Linked DNA regions of Mus musculus: regions 1 and 2 are each linked to region 3. Evidence: chromatin contacts called from public HiChIP or PLAC-seq data. All regions are on one chromosome and are shown on one strand. The core of a region is the stretch at or near the end of the contact, and the rest is flanking DNA. Distances in the headings are between cores, read along the strand shown. Region 1 overlaps Adgrg6 (adhesion G protein-coupled receptor G6). Region 2 overlaps Vta1 (vesicle (multivesicular body) trafficking 1). Region 3 holds the start of Adgrg6 (adhesion G protein-coupled receptor G6).

Region 1 (3,991 bases), core at 1,088-3,587, 69 kb before region 3:
AGTCTCTGACTCACTGCATTCTCAAAAATATATACAGTAAAGTGTTCTCAGCTCCACTTAGCACCAGAAAACGTTTTCAGGTAATGTAAATAGTAACAAACCGAAGCTCAAACTTAGCTAGTGTGTGCGTGTGTGTGTGTGTGTGTGTGTAAATAAATGTCTAGCTCTAGCTTGTTTGTACCTTACAAAGGCCTATTTTTCAGTTAATCTTAAATAAACTCCAGGAAACCTGTATGTCAAAGCTTTCTTCAAATAGCACTTGCATCTAGACTTGATGCCTTTAATTTTTTTAAATTAAATTTATTCGTATTGTCTTGTGTGTGAACGCTTTGCTGCATGTGTTTACGTGCACCGTGTATGTGTCTGGTGCCTGTGGAAAACAGATGAGAGTGTTGGATCCCCAGGAACTGCAGTTAGGGATGGCTGTGAACAACTATATGGATGCTGGGAATACAACCCTGGCCTCTGCAAGAGCATCAGTTGCTCTTACCCATCTCCCCAGTACCTGAACATTACGCCAATGGTTTAATTTTCTTTTTAATTTGAGAAATTTTGATTCTTACACTCTGAAATCCGGAGTGCATATCCTTTAAAGGTTTCCCAGATGGGAACTTTGGATGCCCAATTGCTAAATAAAGCAAATAAGAAATCATTTGTAGCTGATTTTTTAAAGATCTATTTTTTTTTCTATACTGTGCTAAATGGGCAACAAAACCCAAGTGTCAGATACAAGTGTAACCCTGGCATTTGAGAGCAAAAAGCAGAAGAATCAAAAGTTCTAAGCCAGCCTTAGCTATGTAGAAAGTTCTAAACCCACGAATGCTCCATGAGACCGTATTTCAAAAGCAGCAGCAACAACAAAGCAAACAGAAGGAATACACTTAAATATTTTTATTTGAGTTCTTGGATAGCTGTAGCGAGCAACTTGAGAAGGTAGCTGGTAAAATCCACCTCCAGAAAGATGTAACTTGGGTTACATGTTTCATTCATTACTTTCAGTTGTCTGCAATATATATGGTGATATGTCAGGCTGTAAGGAGTTCAGAGCTCATTTGATGTTTTGAAAGTTTAAAATATCTAGTAGCTCTGATAGTTTCTAAAAATTAGCCCTAAAGTCAACAGCTGAGAATTCTGGGGCCAGTGTCATCACTAAAGGGTCAGGAGAGTCACTTGTTCCTGCAGCTCAAGGCAACAGCTGCCAGATGGAAGTAACATCAATGAAATGTAAATAACATGTCAGATGCTGACATGACCTGTGTGGCTGATGACATCCAGAATGGGCAACTTCATCAGAACATGTATTTAGCCCATTTCTGATGACCTTGCACATTTTCAGGCTGGGAAGGAATCTAAAAGGCAATCTGGCTGTGACATCTCTGTGTTAATGTGACAGACAGACATGGCGAGGGACACAGCCCCATCTCCCCATTCTCCTTAAGCTCTGCTTTCAGAGAGAGCCTTTCCATATCAGGGAAGGCCTCTGGCACCACAGGCTGACAGTGGCCATTCTCATTTCCCACTTCACTCCCACAGCCTTACGACATCAGTCCTCACCACCAGTCCCTCCAAAGTTAACCAGATGACTGTTTCATTTCCTCTTGTGATTATTCAATCTCCAAATCTTTTTGGAAGCAGCATTCAGAGGAAGTTGTCACGATGACTTTGGCATGAGTTCAAAAGGAAATTATTTATTTGGATCGGCCCAGTTAGGTCTGACACAAGGAGAAACCTAACAAGATAGGGAACCGAAAGATGCTAATGGGCTGCCTTCAGGTTGATAACGTTCTCAGTCTCTCAACGTATGCCCATGCATCCCAACCGCAAACACAGCTTGCTCTTCTGTAATACCATTCATGTTTCAACTGCCAACCCTGTCTTTCCTTGATCATCACGTCAAGAGAACATTCCATACTCAACTGCAAGGGATAATACTTCATTAAGCAAGTGAACGGTTCTAAGCCCCACTGGCATGCTTGCTCTGGAGAGGTACTTTCGATCCCTTGAAAGAGGATTAGACACTATATACACAAGCACACTCATGTTCATTTTTCATGGGAAACCCTTCTCCTTCAAGCAGTGGGTGAGCCTTTCCTGTCTCTCATGAAATAGATAACTTGAAACAACATGAACTGCATGCTATATTACTTAATCTACTGCTTAGCACTAGGTATGTTTTTTTCCTTGTTCATATTCATAGGCTACAAATGCACAACTCTAGATTAATCAAGTCAAGGACTTTCTTACCATCTAACACATCCACTGCTAACATATTACTGAAGAGGATGTGTTGACTCATGACAATTATTCAGACTGAGGCTTCTCACATGCTTTATAATATGGATGCCTCCAAGAGCATCCTTACCAGGCTGCTCGAGTTTCACTTCTACCATCTTGTCCTACTTCCTCAGACTTCCCTACTATGCTTCATTTTACTGCCTTACCATATTGTGGTCCTCAGGCCATCAGAGGTAGCATCATCTCTGGCCTAAACAAAACTTTCAGGTTAAGATTTTCAAGCAATTCGAAGATGTGTTCCTTTAAATAATAGCACAAGCCATACTTCCTCTGGAAACAAAAGAAATCTATAAAATACATGTAAAGCTCAGAGGATATTGCAGAAGAGACAGTGGAAAAATATATTTGTATGTATATATTTTACATATATGTATATGCATGTATGCATGTAATAATAAAAAAGCTAAAAAGAAGTATAAATTTGAAGGAAAGTGCAAACAGGCATATGGGAAGGTTTGAGGGAGGAATGGGAAGGGGGAAATGTCGTGGTTATATTATAATTTCAAAAGTGTAATTGAAAAAGAAACCAACAGAAAAAGAAAACACCTAGCACTGCACAGTGAAAGTAGACATAAGGTCTTACCACGGACTAAACAACAGCTCTTCTCACTAATGTGGGGAATATCTACAGTTAAGTCCACCAAGACATATCTCATCAGACTCTTGAATGAATGACCTGTACCTCTAGCTTCAAATTCTGGAAAGAAAGATACTAGCTGATCCAGCTAAGTCTATGGCTTGTTTCCTTCCCTCCAGGACAGAGCTCCACCCCTTGTACCACAGTTGATGACATTCTCCAGGCACAAAGCTTCTCTTGAAAGTGTCTGTTTCCTCTGCAACACTAATGATGGTATTTGTACAGCTTGCCTCCAGGGGTGGACCCTGACCTGCTGGGAACCAAATCACAGACTTCCTCAGTTGGATTTTCTTTCTGAGGAAAGCGAGATAGAGACACAGGACATTCACTTTGTTAGAGAATGAAGCTGATGGGTAAAGAAAGGAGAGGGGGTGGGGATGAGGGAGGGGATGTGGGCACAGATATAGGAAGAACAGATGACAGTAGTGTGGATGTGAGAGGTAGATACACTTTAGTTGCAGACATTCGATGCCATTGCAGCCAAATGTGTCTGCAGCCAACATCCCAATGAGCACGCCCCTCTGTACTCATTCTCCCTAGATGACCAATTCTGAGTCAAGGCTTCCTCAGTGTTCAGATGCTAGCAGCATACATACTCATTCTTGCTTGCAGATGTCGGCTAGATACTTTTCCTTGGATATCCCTCAGGCCCAACAATCCAAACACCATTCCACAATGGTCCACATCCTCTCTGATAGTGTTCATAGCATGAAAGATATTAGATACGGGCTAAGACTCTGTGTATCTCTTCTTTCTTTCTTCTCCAAGGTTTCAAAAATCTCATCATTTGTTCTATTTATGTATATCAAATCCACCCCTTCATCTAATTTCCTTCCATTATAAGTTTCTTCTCTTTTCTCTCCAGGAATAAGTTCAGCATGTGGCCTCACAGTTATCCAATACCCTTGCCACCTCCAAGCCATCTTACATATCAGTACCAGAAAGGCCTATCAAAATTCAAGTGTAAGTTTTAAAGTATTATCATCTCTAAGTGACAAGTGAATACCATACACAGCACTTCTTTTCTGCCCTGTTCATACTTCCAATCCACTACATCCA
Region 2 (4,229 bases), core at 1,532-4,031, 120 kb after region 3:
CTATGTAGTACACCTCTGTCTGCTTTGCTGTTCATATGTCTTAGCAGCTGTAATTCCAGATTAACAATCCAATCCTTGCTTTCTTTTTAATGACTTTACAATTGTACTGGCTAGTTTTGTGTCAACTTGACACAGCTGGAGTTATCACAGAGAAAGGAGCTTCAGTTGAGGAAATGCCTCCATGAGATCCAACTGTAAGGCATTTTCTCAATTAGTGATCAAGGGGGAAAGGCCCTTGTGGGTGGGACCATCTCAGGGCTGGTAGTCTTGGTTCTATAAGAAAGCAGGCTGAGCAAGCCAGGGGAGGAAAGCCAGTACAGAACATCCCTCCATGGCCTCTGCATCAGCTCCTGCTTCCTGACCTGCTTGAGTTCCAGTCCTGACTTCCTTGGTGATGAACAGCAGTATGGAAGTGTAAGCCGAATAAACCCTTTCCTCCCCAACTTGCTTCTTGGTCATGATGTTTGTGCAGGAATAGAAACCCTGACTAAGACAAATTGGTACCAGCAGAGTGGGGTATTCCTGTGACAACCTGACCATGTTTTGGGGAGGACTGTGGAAGGACTTTGGAACTTTGGGCTTGAAGATCCATCCGTTGTTAAGAGCTCTGTCGGATGTTGTGTAGGAGCTTGGAAGATAATGTTGAGAACACTGCAGAAGATGGAGGTCTGGTTTGTGAAATTTCAGAGGGAAAATTAAAGACTCTTTTCAGGGCCATTGCTGTTTTGAATGTGAAGATTCTGTAGTTCTGGTTAGCTGGGGCTGAAGAATCAGCTGTGATTAACAAAATACCAGAACTACTAAAGCAAAAACTTTGCATTACTGGGACTATTGATGCTGGTTAGCTGGAGCTAAGAAATTAGCGGTGATTAAGAAGAGACCAGCATCATTGAGGTGACATCTTCTGGGAAGTGTTTTCTGAAAGCACAAAGAGGCTGTGTTCCAGAGATGGCCAAGGTTGGACTCCTGCTGCAGCAGGACTTGGTAATATGTAAGGGTCACCCAGGTGGTACTGGTTTTGAAGGCATGAAGGGGTCACGCAAAGCAGCTGAGGCTCGGCACTGTGAGAGGCCATGGAAGGCCATTGGTGAAGGTGCAGCCTCAGTTGCAATTGAAGGCCCAGGATTGAAGGGGTCATGCAGTGTTTTGGAGATGCCAGTACCATGAGATGACCACCAAGAGCAGCAGCAGCAGTTGAGTACAGGCATCTGGAGCCTAGAGGATGATGCCTGTGCTACAAAGGGCCTGGCTGGAGAAGTGACCCAAGCCCTTGGAGGAGCCCAGAAGATCGTGAGTTGGATTCCAGACATTGGACGGTTGGAGATTGACTTTTGCTTTTGATTGTGACTGTGCCCTGATATTTTCCCTCTTGAAGGAAGAAAAAAGTGGAGCCCACAGTTAAGAGACTTTTAATTGTAAAAAGACTTTGGATTTTAAAAGAGATGGATATTTTAAAGAGATTGAAATTTTAAGAATATGTAAAGACTGTGGGACTTTTAAAGTTATTTAGAATGGGGATGAATAAGATTGTAAGGGTTGAGGCTTACTAGTGATGTTTTTGTGTGTCAAGTTGACAAGGGGTCAATTGTACTGGCTAGTTTGTGTCAACTTGACACAGCTGGAGTTATCACAGAGAAAGGAGCTTCAGTTGAGGAAATGCCTCCATGAGATCCAACTGTAAGGCATTTTCTCAATTAGTGATCAAGGGGGAAAGGCCCTTGTGGGTGGGACCATCTCAGGGCTGGTAGTCTTGGTTCTATAAGAAAGCAGGCTGAGCAAGCCAGGGGAGGAAAGCCAGTAAAGAACATCCCTCCATGGCCTCTGCATCAGCTCCTGCTTCCTGACCTGCTTGAGTTCCAGTCCTGACTTCCTTGGTGATGAACAGCAGTATAGAAGTGTAAGCCGAATAAACCCTTTCCTCCCCAACTTGCTTCTTGGTCATGATGTTTGTGCAGGAATAGAAACCCTGACTAAGACAACAATGCTCCTTCTTTTCTATTTTTTAAATCACTATTTAAAAAACAACCCACTTTTTAAAAAAAACGACATACAGAACTACAATGGATGCACCTATTACTGAAAGGCTAGGAGACATGGAATTTATGCTGCACAATTCTGTGAGTTTTTGCTTAATTTTGATGAGTGCTAACAAAGAATATTAAGCAATTAGCATTTGACATACTTTTCCAAGCAAACCTTTAAAAGCACATACCAAGTTAACATTAGAAAGGATGTTAAAAACAGGTCATGGTGGTGCAGGCCTTTAATCCCTGCATTTGGGAGGCAGAGGCAGGAAGATCTTTTTCAGTTTTAGGCCAACCAGGGCCACACAGTGAGACTCTGTCTCAAAAGACAACAAAACAAAACAAACAAAGAGGAATGTGCGAAAGTCAGGAGATCTGAGAGGGACTGTTTGTGAAGCCTAGGAGGGCTTTTCAGCAGCCATATCTTAAGTGGCTGCACACGGCTGTGCAACTCCTCCAAGCAGGTAACACCACTCCTTCCCCAGCAACTCGTACTCATCCATAGATTACATCTCTCAACGGACTCCTTCATGGGAGGGCACAATTTCTGGCCAGCAGTCTATGGTAACTTTTGAGTAATTATGTGTACAAACCCTATGAACAAGCTGCATTAAGAACACAGTAGGATTCACAGAGGCTGCTCGGTTCCCCTGCAATAGTTCATGTGAAGAAGGCTTTAAAAGGCTATATGAGTCTTACTAAGTTATGTCTAGTCATTCAGCTGTCATCCATGCCCGAGGCAGGATAGTCTGGACATATCTCTTCCTGTTTGTCTTGAAGGCCTTTTGCCGACAGCAGGAGCCTAGAATACTGGGATGACATAAGCTCAAAAATACCTGGTAAGTTGGTAATGTTTTTTAGGTTACTATTTATCCACTAGGTGCGCTAATCTGTTTGTTTTTTTCTGTTTTGTATTTGGGTAGGACACTCTGGGCAATCTACACAATGACTGCAACTTTTAGACTATAGTATGTTGGTGTGAGGTGATCCTTCTACAGTGGCACTCCTGGAAGAAAGCAGGGGGTTTGCACACTAAGTCCTTTATGTTACTCAATAATAAAATGCTATGTCAGAAAGTAACTTCTGAGCCACACTTATGCAGCATAGAAGACATTCATACATGTTCAAGAACACACTAACATTTTTTGATAAGTAATATCTTGTTCTACAGGCCAACTGGCATAGAAATTCTTGAGTAGGGAGACGTAAGAGTTGATTAGGAAGCTAAGGAAGATTGTCCCCCAGCTTCCAACAGAGCCTTGCAATGGAGTGGAGTGAAGAGGCCCAGCACAGGTAGGAAGACACAGCTACACTAACCTAAAACGAACACCAGAAGCAAAGGTAAGAAAGTCTGAGAACGGATATGACTGATCCTCCAGGTAACCAGGGGAAATGGCACTGAGAGAAAAACACAGGCCAGGATGTCAACAAGCATATGACACCTCACAGAATCCAAGAGCGTAACGTCTTCTCCCTCCAGTTCCTCACAAAGCTCAGGTTTGCAGTGTAGTAGGTGAGAGGTCAAAAGACTAGCAGCGGCTGGGTGTGGTAGTGTACACCTTTAATCCTAGTACTCCTGAGACCCAGACAGGAGGGCAAATGTGAGTTAGGGGCCAGATTATCTACATAGAGAGTTCTAGACCAGTCAGGGCTACATAGTGAAATCCTGTCTCTGGAAAAAAAAAAAGGCTGGCAGTAATAGCAGTAGTACCATTTTTTATTGCGTTTACTTCTCTGCTAAGGCCTTTTGTGATGTAGCCTACAAGAAGCACACATTTTGAGCTTCAAGAGACACAGTGAACACTATCTCATGTGCTCTCTGCTCAGTGGTTAGGCACACCGGCAAACCCTGCCAAACAAGTACTACTGCCCTCCTTGCACCCACTGCTTTTCTGTGGAAGAACTAAAGCTTGTAAATGAGTACACACTATTCTTTTCAGCTATCTGAAGGATTTCCCTTTGATAAAAGTGTATCCTGGACCTACTACATGAGAGAAGGTAAATCACTCTTAAAGGGAACAAGAGGGGAAACATCTGTTATGTTTATAAACTAAAAATGTTACTGCTTTCTTTTATTTGACAGCTACCAACTGAGTAAATGTAACAGAAAAAAACAAAAATGGAGCTAAGAGAAGACCTGGCATCCAAAATTGAGAACTAAATAGAGGCATGCCACTGAGAAAGCAGGTTTGGATTTGAAAAGAT
Region 3 (4,212 bases), core at 992-3,491:
TTTCTCTCATTATTTCCAGAAATCAGAGCGACATTTCACTTAGGCAGTAACAAATATGGGCTTCTAATACTTCCCATAAGCTAACAGACAATGGTCTCATTCACCATTCACATTGGAAAGGCACAATGTCATGTAACTTATAAAAGCCATAAATGGAACAGTATCTTCATGCAGTGTGAGACCCACAAAGGCCAGCCTTCCTAAATCTCCTCAATTTCTCAGAGCATGAAAAACCTGCAATTGTAATAACTCCTAAATATATTTATAAAGTCTGTAATCTCAAACCATGAGGGTAACAATATACAAGTTTGTTCTACACAAGAAAGACCCTGCCAAGACCCTTAAGTAGCCTGCGTATTTTTATTTACTGAAATTAAAATTTGAAAAATATAATTTGTCTCCCATTTCAACGTTTTTAACAAGATAATAGAAATATTTTCCTTGGGTAGCTTGGCATTATCTCCATGTAGTCTAACTTGGCTAAAATGGGTTAAGCTGTCTCAAACAACTGCACAGAAAATACGCATAACCATCTTGAAAGAGAGAAAATATTTCCAGCAAAAGAATTTGGTAAAGAAATTTAAATCAAGGACAAAAAGCTTTGAATGATTGTTTGCTCATGACTCAACCTGAGAAGACATAAATTTAATCACACTTAATCCAAATTGCGAGAGTGTTATCATTACTGGTTGATCAGTAGTGTGTGTGTGTGTGTGTGTGTGTGTGTGTGTGTGTGTGTGTGTGTGTGTGTGCTTTTAATCCCATGAGGTCTCTATACCTGGGGAGGCTGCCTAAACATCTCCAGTGAAAAGTCAGGGTATGTTTGCAGGAAAAACTGAAGTTGGAAACAAACTTAGCAGTCATTCCAAACCTGTTGCCTGCATAGGCGAACCAGTCTTATGTTACAAGGCTGGCTGTTTCCCAAGACAAACGCTTACAAGTTATCCATTCGTCCATTCCACTGGCAGAAGCAAAACTGTAAAAGTCACAGGTGTGGCATTACTTCACATGGAGTTTTAATAAAAATAAGTGGTATTCATTACAAGGCACAGAGCAGAGATCAGAGCTGCGGCATGGCGGGTGTGGTTGGTATGCTCTGTTCTGTCTCCCACCTTAAAAACGCGTTTGGGGATGCAGACAGGACAGAGCAGCGAAGGGAAATAAAGACTCAAGATGCTTGGTGGTAACCTGGAAGAGGAAATTGAAGTGGAAATAAGTAAGGATGGAGTAATGGAGTGAGGGAAGTATCAATTTGTTATACCTCTTCAACAAGTTAGTGGAAGGGGGTTAAACGTCTGCCAAGTTGATGGCCCAAGAATAAAGCAAATGGCCGAGGGAATAATTACAGTGTGAAAAAAGGCAACAACGTTTAAGTTCACCGCAAAGATAAGTGTGACCCTTCTGAGAATCACTGACCAGTTGGGAAGGCCAGGAACTGCGGAGGCTGCTCTTTCACCAGGTCCCTCTGAGCCATCCCACAACTTGGATGGTAGTTCCATCCAGGCAAAACCTTCATGCTTTTTCTGTCTCACCCTCTCCTCCAGTGCCTCCTACTTGTAATTCTACCGGAAGCCTCCATCATTCCTTATTTACTTGTTAATCAACATCTTCTACTGAGAACACTTTTCTGAGTTCTTCAAAGAAAACGGCGAGAGGTGGGAGGTTACAACTGGATAAAAAACTCATTTAAATATCTATGAGGTCTAAGAAGGACTTCTACAGGCAAAAATGACAGCTGAAAGCCAATGTCTCGCTGGCAGTACCTTCCCAGACCCTAGGTGTTGATCCCGGGAATGCTGGCTTGACAGGACCAGGACCCTGAAGACAGATACACAGTGCGTTCCTACTTGTTTAACCTGAATCAAAACCCTGCCATTCTTATTTTTTCCACTGCCCAAAAGTGAGGTTTAACTCTCTAGGGGAGAAAGGGTTCTCTAGGGGAGAAAGCCACACACACATGCTCCGGCTCTGTTTGGCAATACCCAGTCCCGGGTGCCTCGAGGAGGCACGCTGAAGCTTCTCTTACTGCAGTTGGTACCTTTCTAGGAAGCGCTGCTCTAAAGTGGTGAAGGGGACACAGATGGAGGTGCGATGGGCTCCAACCTGGAAGGCGACTTACATGCTGGCATTACCGTGTGGAGATTCCCAGAGGCCGCACACTCATCCTCCAGCGCTCTCTGCGTTGTTGCCCTCAAGCTCCACCGAAGAAGATCCCGGCTTTCGGGACCGCGACCCGCAGGACCCTTCGTCACGCCCTTTCTCGAGAGTTCATAGGGTTTCCCGGCAGCTGCTCGTCGCCTGCGCAAGGGGCGGCGCAAGGTGGACCCGGGGCGCGCGCCGTGGAGTTCAAGATCAGGTCCGGCGCGCGGGGGAGCGGCTGACCGCGGCAGGTTCTGCCGCCCGGGCGAAGAACTTTCACAAGAGTTGGGACGAAGGGCTCCGGCGAGCGGGTGGCGTCCGATCCCGGCCTGCGGGGCTTGGAGAGGCTGAGATCACCAGGCTCCTGAGCCTGCGGCCAGTCGCGGCGCAGCGCTGGCGTCCGTTTCCCCCTGAGGCTCAGGTGCGGCTCGGCGCGCCCCCCGGGTGGCCCCAGCTCTAGGCGTTCAGAGGACAGAGGACCGTCCTGCAGGCGCAGCTGCCCCACCCAGGGCCGGCCACCCGAGGGCAGAGGCAAAGGGAGAAGTCGCCACGCGGGGCGGGACCGGCGCGGGCGGCGGGGTTGGAAGACTGGCACAGAGCCAGAAGCAGCTCCGGGGAGGGGACCCCGCTGACCCCGAGGTCACCCGCGGGCCGCGAGAGCAGAAACCCGCAGAGCTTGGGTGAAGGAGCTCCGAACGCAGGCGCGCCAGTGGGCATGTGTTCTGAACGCTGCCAAGAACCCGGGCTGTCCCTTACTTTTCCCTTTCTTAGTTCTTCCTCCTCCGCCCCCCCCCCCCGCCCGTCCCCTCAATTTTCCTCCAGAAAGAAAGAAAAGAAGAGAGAGAGAGAGAGAGAGGAAGAAAGGAAGGAAGGAAGGAAGGGAGAGAAAGGAAGGAAAGAAGAGAAGAGAAGAGAAGAGAAGAGAAAAGAAAAAGAGAAGAGAAAAGAAAAGAAAAGAAAATGGAAAAGAAAAGAGAGAGAGAGAGAGGAAGAAAGAAAGAAAGAAAGAAAGAAAGAAAGAAAGAAAAGAAAGAAAGACAGGGGGAAGGGTATTTAATGAGGGAAAGGTGGAGGAGGGCTTGAGAGGTTTGGGGCGATATGCCTCCTTTAAATTTAACTTTTTTTTTTTTCTGTTTGAGTGGAATTAATTTACTAATACAAGTGCAGCCGCTCACTAGGGGAAGTCAAGACAGCCAGGCAATGCTTCTCCTGAGAAACTGCTTTGCAAGGGATATAGGCACACCCACTTGCTAAAAGACAGGGAAGCGCTCCAGCAGAGGGTCCCTTGCGCTGTGCCTTACCAGACTAAATTCAGAGTGCTAGGGGCGGCGGCCTTTCCAGACTTGGTTCCATTCAGAGTGAGGCAGTACGGCTTTCCTTGTAGACACACACACACACACACACACACACACACACAAAAGCCATAAAAGTAGATTAACCCTGATTGGCTAGTGGTAGAGAAGGGTTGGGGTAGGAGGCAAAGAGGTAAAACAGGACTGAGGACAGATAGTTTCAGGCAAAAGAAAGAGGAAGCTGGAAAGCCGCCAGCAATCTAGACTACTTCTGATCCAGCCTGTGTTCTTTTGATTTTTATCAGTATTTATTTTAACGTTTAAAAAAAAAAAAACACAGTAGAATTAATAAAGAATCAAACTGCTTCATTTAAGGAAAGCTGAGATGGTTTTGGTTTTACAGGTAGAGAAATAGGTCCAGGGAGGCATAGTCTGCACTAATTATTCAGAAATGATCAGGGTTCGAGTCTAAGGTTTAGAGACTCTCAGTTCAAGGCCGCCTCTGTGACACTAGATTGTCTCAAGGATTTAACGTTCCTCCTAGAACTTTTCAAAACGACATAATTTTACAGTTTTGTGGGTCTGGAATCTGGGTGTAGCTTAGCTCTGAAGGCTCGACAGGACCAATGTCTACCTGGAAGCTCTTCATGAGGTTCTTCCACCCACTGTTTTGCTTACTCTTTGACAATGATTACTCTCATCCCTCATGTTCATCTATCTCCGACTTGTCCCTATGGATCCGAGGCTGACTCATGACTTCCGGGTTGGTTTTGTGACCCGC

Evidence for each region. HiChIP or PLAC-seq counts read pairs in DNA pulled down with a chosen protein or histone mark.
Region 1: an H3K4me3 HiChIP or PLAC-seq map of bone marrow-derived macrophages shows a contact between it and region 3, with 2.0 times the contacts expected there. The contact joins the enhancer-like site here to the promoter of Adgrg6 in region 3. A contact is called at or near these places in 4 of 39 promoter capture datasets (the 3T3-L1 cell line, 3T3-L1-derived adipocytes and embryonic stem cells), 1 of 15 datasets of contacts at CTCF or cohesin (the NIH/3T3 cell line), 17 of 484 Hi-C or Micro-C datasets (the AML12 cell line, the C2C12 cell line, the C3H10T1/2 cell line and 10 more), 5 of 115 datasets of contacts at active chromatin or transcription factors (bone marrow-derived dendritic cells, bone marrow-derived macrophages, embryonic stem cells and 2 more) and 2 of 9 other capture datasets (adipose tissue and bone marrow-derived macrophages).
Region 2: an H3K27ac HiChIP or PLAC-seq map of trophoblast stem cells shows a contact between it and region 3, with 7 read pairs. The contact joins the enhancer-like site here to the promoter of Adgrg6 in region 3. A contact is called at or near these places in 2 of 39 promoter capture datasets (both in the 3T3-L1 cell line), 1 of 15 datasets of contacts at CTCF or cohesin (the NIH/3T3 cell line), 2 of 115 datasets of contacts at active chromatin or transcription factors (stem cell-derived neural progenitor cells and trophoblast stem cells) and 3 of 9 other capture datasets (adipose tissue, liver and pancreatic islet).

The regions. Positions count from the first base shown.
Region 1 is chr10:14,473,479-14,477,469 of GRCm38.p6, forward strand. The region is part of intron 2 of Adgrg6 (adhesion G protein-coupled receptor G6); the gene reads right to left. Among named protein-coding and RNA genes, the nearest start is that of Adgrg6, 70 kb to the right of the region's middle. Within about 2 kb of position 2,338, at least 26 of the 459 cell types and tissues checked have an H3K27ac peak or open chromatin away from gene starts, as enhancers often do. A contact at or near this core is called in bone marrow-derived macrophages, where this site is marked.
Region 2 is chr10:14,662,415-14,666,643 of GRCm38.p6, forward strand. The region is part of intron 6 of Vta1 (vesicle (multivesicular body) trafficking 1); the gene reads right to left. Among named protein-coding and RNA genes, the nearest start is that of Vta1, 41 kb to the right of the region's middle. Within about 2 kb of position 2,782, at least 8 of the 459 cell types and tissues checked have an H3K27ac peak or open chromatin away from gene starts, as enhancers often do. A contact at or near this core is called in trophoblast stem cells, where this site is marked.
Region 3 is chr10:14,542,795-14,547,006 of GRCm38.p6, forward strand. It overlaps Adgrg6 (adhesion G protein-coupled receptor G6), which reads right to left and starts at 2,242. Exons shown (of 25, transcript NM_001002268.3): 1 at 2,120-2,242. The coding sequence starts at 2,121.